2 separate regions of the Mus musculus genome follow, and region 1 is linked to region 2. The links are chromatin contacts, called in public Hi-C maps. All regions are on one chromosome and are shown on one strand. Each heading gives the region's core, a stretch centred on a gene start, on an enhancer-like site or on the middle of the called end of the contact. The rest is flanking DNA. Distances are from core to core; before and after follow the strand shown. Region 1 overlaps Sfxn4 (sideroflexin 4). Region 2 holds the start of Nanos1 (nanos C2HC-type zinc finger 1).

Region 1 (6,629 bases), core at 12-2,511, 82 kb before region 2:
GATGATTATACAAGAGCTTATTATAGTCTCTTTGTATTTGAAAATTTCAATTTAAAAGTTCTAAGAAATGGTACTTCTTGTAATCAATTAGATATCATTGGAAAAGGTGTAAAAAAATGGGTGCTTTCAGAGTTTTTTAAAACTTGGCTTGAGGCATTTAAGCATGAATTTTGAAGAATGTGACCTTGTCTTTCAGATCCAGTGCAGTCAGCTTGAAGAGAAGATTCAATCTTCTACAGAAGAAAAGGAACTCTTCTATTACAGAGGGGTATAGGAACAAGTTTATCTCCTGTTTGGAAATCTTTGGCCCCTTAAAGAGCACTGCCATGGTCCTCAGGGTTCCCAGCAACACTTGTGCAGCAAGCTGGCTTCAGTGCCTGAGTCTAACCAAAAGAAGAGCAGCACCCAGGGGACTGCTGAGATGAAGTAAGAGTCAGCCCGGGGAAGGATAATGTGACCCTGTGAATAAACCTGTCTGGAGTTGAATACTTGAAAGAAATCATCAAAAGGTATACCTTATCTGGGGTACAAACACTACACTGATAGCCTCCAGATAGATACAAAACTCTGGTGAGCTCATTAAGGCTTCTAGTCCCTAAGTAGTCCTGTTTCCCTACTTATTTTATCTGATCCCACACTGCAAGCATTCTGTCTACTTCCCTGGTTTCTGTTGAAAGGACCCTGATACTTCTATTTCTAGAATAACTGAGGCCCCTAGCCAACAACAGCTTCCTGCTCAATACCAGTCCAGGTCTATATATAGTCAACTCTCTTAGGGATCCCCATCTCCCTTCCTCTGGGCCTTGCTCTGTAGTCACTGGGGCATCTCTGGCTTACTTCTCTCTATAGACTACTCCCAGGAGCATTGAAACTGCCTTAACAAACAAACAAACAAACAAACAAACCATACTTCCTAGCCAAAATTTCTTCTTCCTTCCTTCCTTCCTTCCTTCCTTCCTTCCTTCCTTCCTTCCTTCCTTCCTTCCTTCCTTCCTTCCTTCCTTCCGATTCTTCCTCCTTCTTCCCCAGTCCCTTCTTCAAGACAGGGTTTTTCTGTGTTGGTCACAGCCTACATTCTGCTGAGATGGCTCTCACCTAAGCCCCATCCAAGGCTGGACTACCATTCTGCCAGGCCCTCATACCCCAACCAGTTGCTACAGTGTACTTGGCTCTTTGGATGCCCCCACGGGACTCATGGTTGAGTCAACCATGCCTTATCTCAGCTCCCTAGTAACCTTGGGTAATGGTGACATCATTTACCCAGCTATGTCACTCAACCTCTTATCCCAGACAGGCATAATTTCATGTGTTAAGAACCCAAGGCTTCAGGTGCTGCTTCAGCTCAGTGCAATAGCACCCCCTGCTGGCATTGTCTTGTGGCTTTTTGCCTTGCTCTGGCTGCTCTCTGAAACCTCCTGCTTCTGTCTGGAGACAAAGTTCTGCTTCTTTTTTTTTTCAGATTTATTTATTTATTATATGTAAGTACACTGTAGCTGTCTTTAGACACTCCAGAAGAGGGAGTCAGATGGTTGTGAGCCACCATGTGGTTGCTGGGATTTGAACTCCAGACCTTTGGAAGAGCAGTTGGGTGCTCTTACCCACTGAGCCATCTCACCAGCCCCAAAGTTCTGATTCTTAACACCCTTAGAAAACCTCTATCTTATTCATCTCTTGTCATCCCCTTCTATGTCCCACAGAACCTAACATCTGGTTCCTCACATTAGTTTGTGGGCTTTTCTGTTTTTTTACTGCAACCGTTTCTTCTCTGGAGGCCTAGAGAGCTCACAGTATTGAGTGAGGTACCCCTTCCACTGGTTTCCATAGCACCCCATTTCTCTTATCAGACCTGCTCCCGGCCACACTACCTCAAGACCTGTTGCCTGGTCCTATTTCGTAGCAGACTGTCTTTAGAGAAGATGCATATTGTTTGGTTATTGTGATATTTTCACATTAAACTCACCAAAGGTGTCTACAGGACAGTTGCTTCAAAATTTGGTTTTAAAAAAGTATCACAGCAGTCCAAAGAGTCAAAATTAGAAACAATGACCTACCAAGTAGCTCAGTGCAGCCATAGGTGGACACTACACAGAATTAAAGGTAGAGAATCATGGGCTAGAAAAATGGCTCAGCGTTTGAGTGTGCTTGCTGCTCTTGCAGAGGTTGTGGACTCATTTCCCAGCACCCATGTAGCCAGATGTCAACTCCTGTGTCTCCAGCTCCAGGAGGATGCAGTACCCAAACATGTGGCATATACAAAGGCACACATATATACAAATAAGTTTTAGAAAATGTGTGTGTGGACAAGATCAGGAGAATAAGGAATGTATGGTGGCCATATCTACAATCCCAGCACCCAGGAAATGGGCAGATTTCTAAGAGTTTGAGGCCAGCTTGGTCTATGTAGCAAGTTCCAGACCAGACAGAACTACATAGTGAGATCCTGTCTCAAAAAATAAAAGGTGAAAAAAATAAAAATAAAAGGTAGGGGCTGGAGAGATGGTTAGAACACTGTCTGCTTTTCCAGAGGTCCTGAGTTCATGACCACATGATGGCTCACAACCATCTGTAATGGGATTTGATGCCCTATTCTGGTGTGTCTAAAGACAGTACTCACATACATAAAAAAATAAAAATAATAATGAAAATAAAAAAATAAAAGGTAGGAGATAAAGAGATGACTCAGGAGTTAAGAACACTTATTCTTGCAGAGAACTCGGGTTTAGTTCCTGGCACCCACATATTGGTTCATAACCATCTGTAACTCCAGCCCCAAGAAAGCTAGTGCCTTCTGACTGCCATGAGCACTAGATATACAGTGATGCATGTACATACATGGAGGCAAAATACTCATACACATAAATCAAGAAACCATAAGATGAGCAAAGTCTCCACGTGGAAGACTGCCTTACTACTTACTACTTAAAGCTTTATCAAAATGTTTCTATTGATCATAAGTTTGTAATGTTAACAATACTTCGAGATAAGGGAGAAAATGAAAAGACATCAAGTAGTTCTTTTTATAAAGTGCAAATTTAATCATTAGTTGTTAGCTCCAGTAAACAAAGTATGTCAAGTCCTCCCTGTTTTTACCCAAGGACAAGAGGGAAAGGCTATTTTTTTATTTTTACTTAAATGTCTAACAATAAGATTTAAAAAAAAAATACCCAACTTAGATAACATTTTTGCAAATATGTTTCCTGGTAAGGTTTGAATGCTCTGCAACTATACTGAAGAAAGGTGGCCTTTCATAGTTAATGTGAGTAGACATAAGGAATGCATAATTGAGACATTTGTGCTTATTTGGTAATTTTAAGATCTCAAATTAAGAGAGGCTAATAACAGTGTCCTGATGATGTGGCCAAATTCCTTTACTGCAGTCACTGGAAGACACTGTCTAGTTTTGGCCTTGGCAATTTGATTCTCATGTTCCTTTACCAATATATGAAAGCATTATGGGCTGGGGGTTTAGTTTAGTGGGAAAGCAATGCCTTGCATATGCAAGGCCCCAGGTTCTAGCTCCAACACTGCAAATAAAAACAGTAAAGGTATTTTTTTCTTATACATGTTTACATTTAAAAGGGGTTTCCTTGTTGGGGACTGGCCTCTTTTCCAAAGACACTGCTAGCAGCAATTAGTCCAAGAGTTCTAATGGTGGATGTTTATTAAATGCTTATATCTAGGGCAGTATAAGGGTTGTTGGATTTGTCTACTCAAGTATAAAAGTCTATGAATAACCCACATAATATAGGCAAAAGTTTCAAAGGCCCAAAACATTTTTTTTTTCCACAAGAAAGTGCAACTGTAGTATCTCTTGAATGACCTTCTAGACAATTCTGCAGAAAACATAGCAGTTAGGCTCAAAAAGTATACTCTCTCATGAGGAATTCAAGTTTTTTTCTAGAAGAATAAAAAGCAAACTTTGAGGCAGCTTTCTGAAAATAAACCATTAAGTTTATGGCTACAGTAAGACTAAATAGGAATGAACAATGAAGGCTAGCATGTGCGATCTGTGTGGCTCCTACCATTAGGACAGTAATTAAAATTAAAACACTGTCCAGCACTGGATCAAATTGGCAGGGAGAAAAATCACAATTGTTTTTATGTGCTCTCACCTAAGATCTCACTATTTGGAAATAAGTCATTAAAAATAGAACATTCCTATAATTCCAATAGTGTATAATGTCAATGGGTACTAGGAATAAAAGGGAAGTTCTGTAGGGGTCGCAGCAAGATGTTGAGAACAGTCAGACCTTCAGCATTTGTTCAGCTGCTGCTAGATGATACAGGAAGTTTTCTGTTGCGGGTGGAAATCGCTGCTGCTTCAGTGCCTCAACATTGAGGATGACTTTTCCCCCATCATCAGACACTTCTGAGAATGGTGCCAGGTGAGTGAAGATTTCTTTTGTTTTTAGGGCAATGTCCTTTAATAGAACAGGTAAATACACAGTATGTTAGTATCTAAGAATATGAATAGTTATTTCCTAGGGTTCTCCTATTAGACTAACTTCATGGGTTTTTTTGTTTGTTTGTTTGTTTGTTTGGGGTTTTTTGTTTGTTTTCCTTTTTCCTAAGACGGGGTTTCTCTGGCTGTCCTGGAACTCACTTTGTAGACCAGGCTGGCCTTAAACTCAAGACATCTGCCTGCCTCTACCTCCCAAGATTCGGGGTTAAAGTCATTCACCACTATGTCCATCTCTCATAAATTCTTTTTTTTTTTTTTTTTGGTTTTTCGAGACAGGGTTTCTTTGTATAGCCCTGGCTGTCCTGGAACTCACTTTGTAGACCAGGCTGGCCTCAAACTCAGAGATCCACCTGCCTCTGCCTCCCGAGTGCTGGGATTAAAGGCATGCGCCACCACACCCGGCGCATAAATTCTTAAATCAAAATAACTTAGGAAATCAGTGTCACAGATCTGTTTACAATCATTTTAGTCATTTTAAAGCATATGCATTGATACTATGAGTAATCATTGTGGAGGCCAGGCATGGTGGCACATGACTTTGATCCCATGGGAGGTAGAGGCAGGTAGATGTGTTCAAGGTCAATCTGGTCTGTACAGTGAGTTCCAGGCCACCAGGGGTACAGAGTGAACCTGTTTCAAAAAAGCTAAGCATGGTGACTTTTAATTCCAGCACTCAGAAGACAAGTGACAGGCAGGTCCCTGAGTTTGAGGATAGCCAGAACTATACAGAGAAACAATGTTTTGAAGAAGAAATAAAAGGAACCAAAAGCCCAGGTAAAAAAGCTAGGTACCAAGCCTGACAATTTTGAGTTGGATCCAAGACCCACATGGTGGAAGGAGAGAATTAAATTCCTGAAAGTTGCTCACTTCTATGCATGCAGTGACAGGTACTCACATGCACACATACATAAACATAATATATGCACACATACAATAATTAAAAAGAAAAAGTTCAGCTGCTATGTCATGCTATTTCTAGGTTTTCATCATGACAACAGGCACTGAGCACCCAGAAACTGTCCACTCCTTTCTTCTTGCAGAACCCTGTTGACCTGCATCCTACTTCTTCCTCTTAATTTACCTACTCTGGTACTTTTTACATACAGTCATATCATATACCTGCCACTTTGCGATTGACTTGTATGTATAATCACGGCTGTTTCAAGTTCATGAGTATGACAGCCATGACAGCATTTCACAGCTCTCCTTTCTATCCTCTGGCTCTTCTTTCCTTCCTCTCTTCCATGATTCTGTGGTGATCTCTGTAATCTTATAGGGTGGTGATACAGATGCCCACTCAGGGTTGAGCACTCTTATTCTCAGCACTTTGATCATTTTGAGTCTCCACATTAATCACTACTCATTGCAAAAATTAAATTAAAAAGCAGGTTCCATGAGGGCAGGATTTTTCTCACATTGAATCTACATTGGCCATGACAACAGGAACACTGAACAGATAGATTCAGGAAGAAATGTGTCAGGTGTGACCTGATGAGCCAGTAGAGCCCTACTTATAGATGCTCCCATGGTTGCATAGATGAAGATAAGCCTAGGCTCTGAGATGGATCTAAATGGGCAAAGCCCAGACTGGGAGTGTATTCCTCAGTAGAGAGTTAGGAACAGGCAAAAGAGCAGTGAAGTGACTGGAGTAGTCTCAGGTCAGGAAAGGAGCTTTGGAAAAACTCAGGAAATAAAGCCATTTGCCCTCCTAGGCTGGTGAGGGCAGAGGACAGGCTGCCAAACTAGTGCATATGGACACTCTGTTAACTTAACAGGCTGACCTCCCTAGAGGAGCTGGTTCTTCAGATTTCAAAAGTGAAGACTTGATTAGAAAGTTACTGTTTCACTATTTGTTCCTCCATGAAGATTCTTGTAGCAAGATGAAATGCACTGGTGGCCCTCAAAGGTTACAATCTCACTATTGCAGTTGGCTTCAGTACTAGCCCCTGTAATGACTTACCCCACAAACCCCATCCACCACCATCTTGGTCACTATAAACACTAATGCTAGCTGGCCTGTGACCTGACACTTTACTCTGCTGTGATGCCCTGAGAGTTAGCCATGAGGCGGCTGAAGGATGCTTCATAAGGCAGATCAAGGGTTACCTGTATAACCTGGCTGTCTGATTTCTCTGGGTCTTCTGCAGATTGCACAATTAGTTGACCA
Region 2 (6,007 bases), core at 970-3,469:
TAGGTAGTTTTGTGCCATATTCCAGCACTCACTATGATAGATTTACAGGAGTACTGGAAAGAGGAACTTTGCATGAAGATCTTTTGGGGTTCTGGAAGCAGACAAGGGTCTCAGTAATAGTGGAACCACCAAGAGGGAGTTAATGAGACAGACTTGAAGTGGTTTATTCTGGCACACCCTCTGTAAATTGAAAGGCAAACAGCCCAGAGTAGAACCTTTTGGAACTCGAGTTATTGCATTATAGTTCCCCATTTTCTATTTAGGAACCCTGAACTTGAGCAATCAAGGTGGGTTAACACTGCTCTAAATAGGTTTCCTCCTTTCTGAGGAGGAAATGTCTTAGCATCAGACACAAAGAATTGGACCATCGGGGTAGTGCATAGAGAAAATGCTAAGCAGGAGTTACTGGGGAGATTAATGGATTCATAATACTGTCACTGTATAAATACACGTCTCTCAAACAGCACCGTTTCCAAATATGTACACGATATGATTAAGCCTTGGCACAGTTAATTTTAAGGATTGGAAAGACTACTTGCTAATTCAGAATATCTGATGCATAAAAGGATAAGGAACTGTATTCTACCTGCTACAGATTGTGCCTTTAAGCCTCCCATCTAGGACAGAAACAAGCCACGAGGAAGAACACCCTCTCAATACTGGGAAGTGCACTAAGTTGCTTTACCTGCAATTAGAATGACAAACTAAAATAAATTAATTGCATCAAACAATAAAAGTCATTTTGCCGACATTCCATACAATTGTTAGTTTTACACTCAGTTCAGAGGCTATTAAAAATACTTTAGACGTTATAAAGTGCCTCCATTCATAAAACGAAACATCCAAGATGAGAGACAATTTCATACGGTTGCGCACCTAAACTAGGCCGACGTATACAGTAAACAGCGCCTCATTCACCGCAACTCAACCGGTGGTACACCCGCTCAGCCCTCACCGTTCTGGATGCGCGTTTTAGAAACTAGGGACAAAATTCAAGATTTCAACGTCAGAGACCGACCACTCCACAAGAAAGTGCTGCGCTCCTGCGGCTTCCGTAAAATCAAGACGACTTCCCAAATTGAGGCAAGGGAGAGGAGCGCAGGTTTCAGGTGTACACAGCTTGATGCAGCCCGCTCCTAGCGCAGCTTCTTGCTGGGCAGGCTGTCCCTGTTGCTGCGCGGCGGCGGGCGGACGGTGGGCGGTGGCACTTTGGAGAGCGGGCAATACTTGATGGTATGTGCGTTGTCGCCGCTGGCGCCGCACAGGGGGCACGTGTAGCGGCGCAAGACCGGGCACAGCACCCGGCCGTCCGGGCCCTTGAGGATGTGTGTGGTGTAGAGCGCCACCGCCTCCTTGTTGTTCCGGCAAAACACACACACCTGAAGCTCCGGTTTCAGCAGACGTGCGGCGGTCGCCCCGGAAGCCGCGTGCAGACGAGGCTCGGCAGCCCACGCAGGGCTTGGCTCTTCGCGCGGCGTCACTTCGGCCGTGGATGCGGCGGCGGCGGTGGTGGAGGCGGTGGGCGCGCAGCCCAGCAGAACCGCGGCGGCGCGCCCTGCAAACGGGTTCAGCTCAGCGAAGCGCTCCTCCAGCAACCCGGGCTCAGCGGGGCCGGCACACAGCTCTAGTGCGCGCAGTTCCAACGCACCGCCCAGGTAGCGGCCCCCGGCCTCCGGCTCTTCGCCGTCATCGTCTTCATCGTCCTCGGGCGGCCCCATCGTGGGCCCCGCCGCCGTGGGCCCGGGCCCCTCATGCGGGGAGCCGCGGTCGCTAGCCCTGGTGATGAGCGTGGCAAGCCCCAGGTAGTCGTTCCAGGAGCTGAAGGGCTGCGGGTGCACCGGGCCCGAGGCGCTCACGTAGCGGGCGCTGGGCACGAGCGCCATAGGCGCGGGGGCGCGGGCGCGGCGGGGCGAGCGTGGCGCCCAAGGGAAAGCCTCCATGGGCCGGCAGCGGGCCGCGCGCCTCCCCGCCGCCGCCGCCGGCAAGGGCCAGACGGAAGGGACGCAGGAGCTTGCCCGCCGGCCTGCCGTGGGGTAGGGCAGCCTTGCTTCCTTTTATCGCTCCCGCTTTCTCCTGTGCCCCTCCTCGCTGTCTCGGCCCTGCCCCCTGCGATCCTCCGCCCGGGCCACTGCGCCCGCGCCCCCGGACGGAGGCGGAGCGGAGGCGGGCGCGCGCTCTTCTCCAGCCCCGCGCGTTTCCTGCGCCCCGTGCGCTGCGCCCACCTCACCAGCTGCGGGGCGCCTGGCATCCTGCGAGGGGGCGGGTGAGGCGCCGCCTCGGGCCCTGGCGCTCAATGGCTGCGGACCTGACTCCGCGGGCGCCGGTCGGGACGCTGATTGGTGGCGATCGGGGAAGGGGCGGGCGGCGCTTGCTGGGAGGGAATGGCTGTGCAGAAAGCGACTGAATGAGGCGGTGGCTGGGGCTTGCTTTTGCACGAGCGTGGAGACCTCAGCCGGTAACCCAGCTTGGGTTTTTGTTTTTGTTTTTTTCACTGCGGGGTATTGAGGATGCCAATGGCACAGATCGCAATGAAGCAACTGGGATGCACTTGCATCCACTTGCAGGTTTGGCTGGACCGGGTTTATGGTTTGAAGCTACCACTTTCCTTTTTATCATCATCAGCAAGAAAAGCTGGGGGAGGCAAGGCTAGGCGCTAGCTCCCATCAGAGCCCAGCTAAAGACCCAGTGACTTCAGTTGGCACAGCGCTCTGGAGCACTTTCCACAGGGTGAAGTCCTCCCACAAACTTTGAGGCTCAGGGAGGAAGCTCACGATTTATATAGTTTATATGGTAGTGAGTAGTGGAGGATCAAAACAGGTCCAACAGGTGTTCAGAAATTGGGGCCGTAGGCTGTTCACTTACTTAGGTTAGGTGGAGGCTACAACTGGGCTAGAAATTCTTACTACGGACCAGTTTGTGTGAAGCTCCTCTTCAGGGTGCTTATATGGAAATCTAGGGTCTGTGGAACTTGAAAAACAGCATATTCAATGCTTTGAAACAGATAACATTTTCTCTTTTTGGTAAAACCCTGGAAAATAAAGGACTTACTAGGAGGGAAAGAAGTAGTCTTGCTCTTCCCTGGAAAAGAAGCAACTTAAAGTGATAAACACCAACAACCTCAAAAAATAATTTGAAACTAGGAAAAGACACCGAGGACTCTTCTGGAATGTGACCTAGGATGAGGGTCAGAAAATGCTCTGCAGAGGAGAGGGCTGATCTAGCTTTCCCACTCTGTACCGTACAGTGTCAATGGAAGCAAGGTGGTAAGACCTCTCCTCTGATGCTGTGAGTTTTCTTTGGGTGGTAGGTCACATTCACATGTTTTGGCTTAGATTTTTTTTTTTTTTTTTTTTTTTACAAACCTACTTCAATAAAGGTTCTTCAACACATCAGGCTACCTTATAGCCTACCAAAGGTAGGGGAGGAAGAACGGTTAATAGGACAAGGGGGTCATGGACCTGTTTAGAAGTAGTTATTCCGACCTTTGTTGTCAGGATATCAGCAGTCCAGTTCAATAGTGTCACCAAACATGAATCAGTAGCTGCAGACCAATCCAGAAGAAACCATGAGGCTCCAACAATGGGCGTGGGTCCATGGAAGTGGCAGGAAGCCGCCAAAATATGAGGGTTTTTTTTTTTTTGTTTTTGCAAGTTACTCTCTATGAAGTCACGAAAAGTGAAGATCAGCAAAGAAATCACGCCAATGTCAGAGCATTGTCAGTGAAGACCGGCATCCGCCAGCAAAGTCCAATGAAGGCCAGTAAGGCAAACCAATGCCACAGTGTGTCTGTTGGGTTATACAAAGGATGCTCAGAATTTGGTTCTGGTTTGGGTTAGGGTTAGAATGAATGTGCGGGTGAAACAGATCACTTGTAAGAGGGATCTTTGGGATCATCTAATTTAGTCTTTACAGGTGAAGAAAATGAGGACACCCCTCCCCCCACAAGAAGAGATGGAGTTCTTGAAGGTCAAACAGTGACTATGTCACGGTTAGAATCAGGACTCAAGGCAGGCGACCACCCTGAACACCACAGCACAGAAGGTTTTTTTAGGCTAAGTTTGTATTTACATCGGTGCGTAGCTGGAAAGAAGTAAGTTGGAATTGTGCGGCTTTGCTTGAGCCTATAGCCTTGTGATTTTTCCACCCAGCCTCTTTGTTCCCTGAAATACAATGACTCTGTGACTTCTTATATAAGAGTAAATGCCTACACCAATAATTTTGGCTTGTTTCTCGACTAGCTCATAACCTGTTCATTGTAGTCTAACTCCTCAGTCTCACGCAACTGTCTCCTTCAGTGTTCTGGGGCGGATCTCCTCATTTATTTTATTCTGTGAATGTCACGTGGCTGCTTATTTCTCAGTTTCATGCATCTGTGTCCTCCAAGTTTGGGGCAAATCTCCCGTGCCTAAATCTTTCCCAGAACTCAACTCTTTTCTTTCTTTCCTTTCTCTCTCTCTCTCTCTCTCTCTCTCTCTCTCTCTCTCTCTCTCTCTCTCTCTCTCTCTCTCTCTCTCTCTTTCTCCCTCCCTCCCTCCCTCCCTCCCTCCCTCCCTCCCTCCCCCCTCCCCCCTCCCCCAATCTCCTACTTCCTGACTCAGCTGATTGGCCATAGGCTTTTTTAAATTGACAATGGGGGCTGGTGAGATGGCTCAGTGGGTAAGAGCACCCGACTGCTCTTCCAGAGGTCTGAAGTTCAAATCCCAGCAACCACATGGTGGCTCACAACCATCTGTAACAAGATCTGACGCCCTCTTCTGGAGTGTCTGAAGACAGCTACAGTGTACTTACATATAATAAATAAATCTTAAAAAAAAAAATTGACAATGATGCTTCCATACATTGCACAAGAGATTCTACATGAGCTCCTGCCTGCAGGGAGCTGTACAGAGCCCACTGGTGACAGGGACAGAACCTGAAGCCAGAAAAGGGCTTCTATTCTGATCAACTGTCAAGTTAGGGCTTGAAGATACATTTCATGTTCTTTCTCATGTCCTAGTTTCCACTGTTTGGTAGAGACCTGAAGCCAGGCAGGGATACTCTGCACTTGACAGTGTAGTTCCTTTTTTAAAGTTTGTGTTGAACTCAAGTTCAAAATCACCCTTTATGCCCACCCCCACCACCCTGCCACCAGCACCAAAAATAAACAAGTCTCCCACAGAAGCCTGGCAGTTTTGCTGACACTGAACTTGAGTTCTTACCACAAGCATGGTGGCCCCCAGAGTGATATGAAGATTATTATTCTATAAATGGAAAATTCCACTCTGTACATCTGTCTATGCAGCCTGCATACCTTCAGTGAATGCAAAGTTTTCAAGTTCTGAAGAAGGAGAATTCTATTCTGAGAAAAACTTCAACAAGCAAAGTTTAAACCTTCTGGTTACTATGTTTGCTTCCTCTAAGACAGGCTGGAGGAAACAAGAAACAGGACTTTTGTGCTTCTCCATATGTTTCTTAGTCCTTGGGTTGAGTGAGAAAAAAGCTTAAAAAAAACCTATTATTGTGTTTTTGTGTGCTCCCCCCCCCCCCGTGTGTGTGTGTGTATGTGTGAGAGGGACAGAGAGAGAGAGAGGCATTGAAGCACAAGTGTGGAGGTCAGAGGACAATTTTCAGGAGTAGCATCATCTACCTTTGAGTGGGTTCCAGGGATTGATCTTAGACTGTGTGAGGCTTGCAAGGAAAGTACTTTTACTTGCTGAGCATCTTGACAGCCCAAGTCTAAAATGTTTATGTGAGTAAGATCAAATGCCTTGTCTAGTTCCTACAGCCTCAGGGCATGGGTGATGGTACAGAGAGGTCCTGGGTGGATGTAGGAGTGTGAGTATCCTGGGACACAACTGCTTCTCACTGCCACCCTTACTCATTCTCAAGTGTTACATAGGCGTTTGGCCCAGAAAGAAAAAGATCATGAAGGCCTTTTATCTATCTATCTATCTATCTATCTATCTATCTATCTATCTATCTATCTATCTATCTATCTAACTTTTTTTTCTTTTTTCTTGGATATTTT

The links. A called contact is a pair of places that touch in the nucleus more often than the background predicts.
Region 1: a Hi-C map of neural stem cells shows a contact between it and region 2, with 2.9 times the contacts expected there. The contact joins the enhancer-like site here to the promoter of Nanos1 in region 2. A contact is called at or near these places in 7 of 39 promoter capture datasets (the 3T3-L1 cell line, 3T3-L1-derived adipocytes, the C10 cell line and 4 more), 44 of 484 Hi-C or Micro-C datasets (the AML12 cell line, the C10 cell line, the C2C12 cell line and 29 more), 5 of 115 datasets of contacts at active chromatin or transcription factors (the SCID.adh cell line, cardiomyocytes and embryonic stem cells) and 4 of 9 other capture datasets (adipose tissue, embryonic stem cells, liver and 1 more).

What each region holds. Positions count from the first base shown.
Region 1 is chr19:60,832,618-60,839,246 of GRCm38.p6, reverse strand. It overlaps Sfxn4 (sideroflexin 4), which reads left to right. Exons shown (of 14, transcript NM_053198.4): 14 at 197-1,970. The coding sequence ends at 274. Dennd10 (DENN domain containing 10) reads right to left here. Exons shown (of 9, transcript NM_026437.4): 8 at 6,569-6,629; 9 at 3,012-4,421. The coding sequence ends at 4,245. Among named protein-coding and RNA genes, the nearest start is that of Dennd10, 24 kb to the right of the region's middle. Within about 2 kb of position 1,261, at least 16 of the 459 cell types and tissues checked have an H3K27ac peak or open chromatin away from gene starts, as enhancers often do. A contact at or near this core is called in neural stem cells, where this site is marked.
Region 2 is chr19:60,752,199-60,758,205 of GRCm38.p6, reverse strand. Nanos1 (nanos C2HC-type zinc finger 1) reads right to left here and starts at 2,219. Exons shown (of 1, transcript NM_178421.3): 1 at 1-2,219. The coding sequence starts at 1,940. The coding sequence ends at 1,137.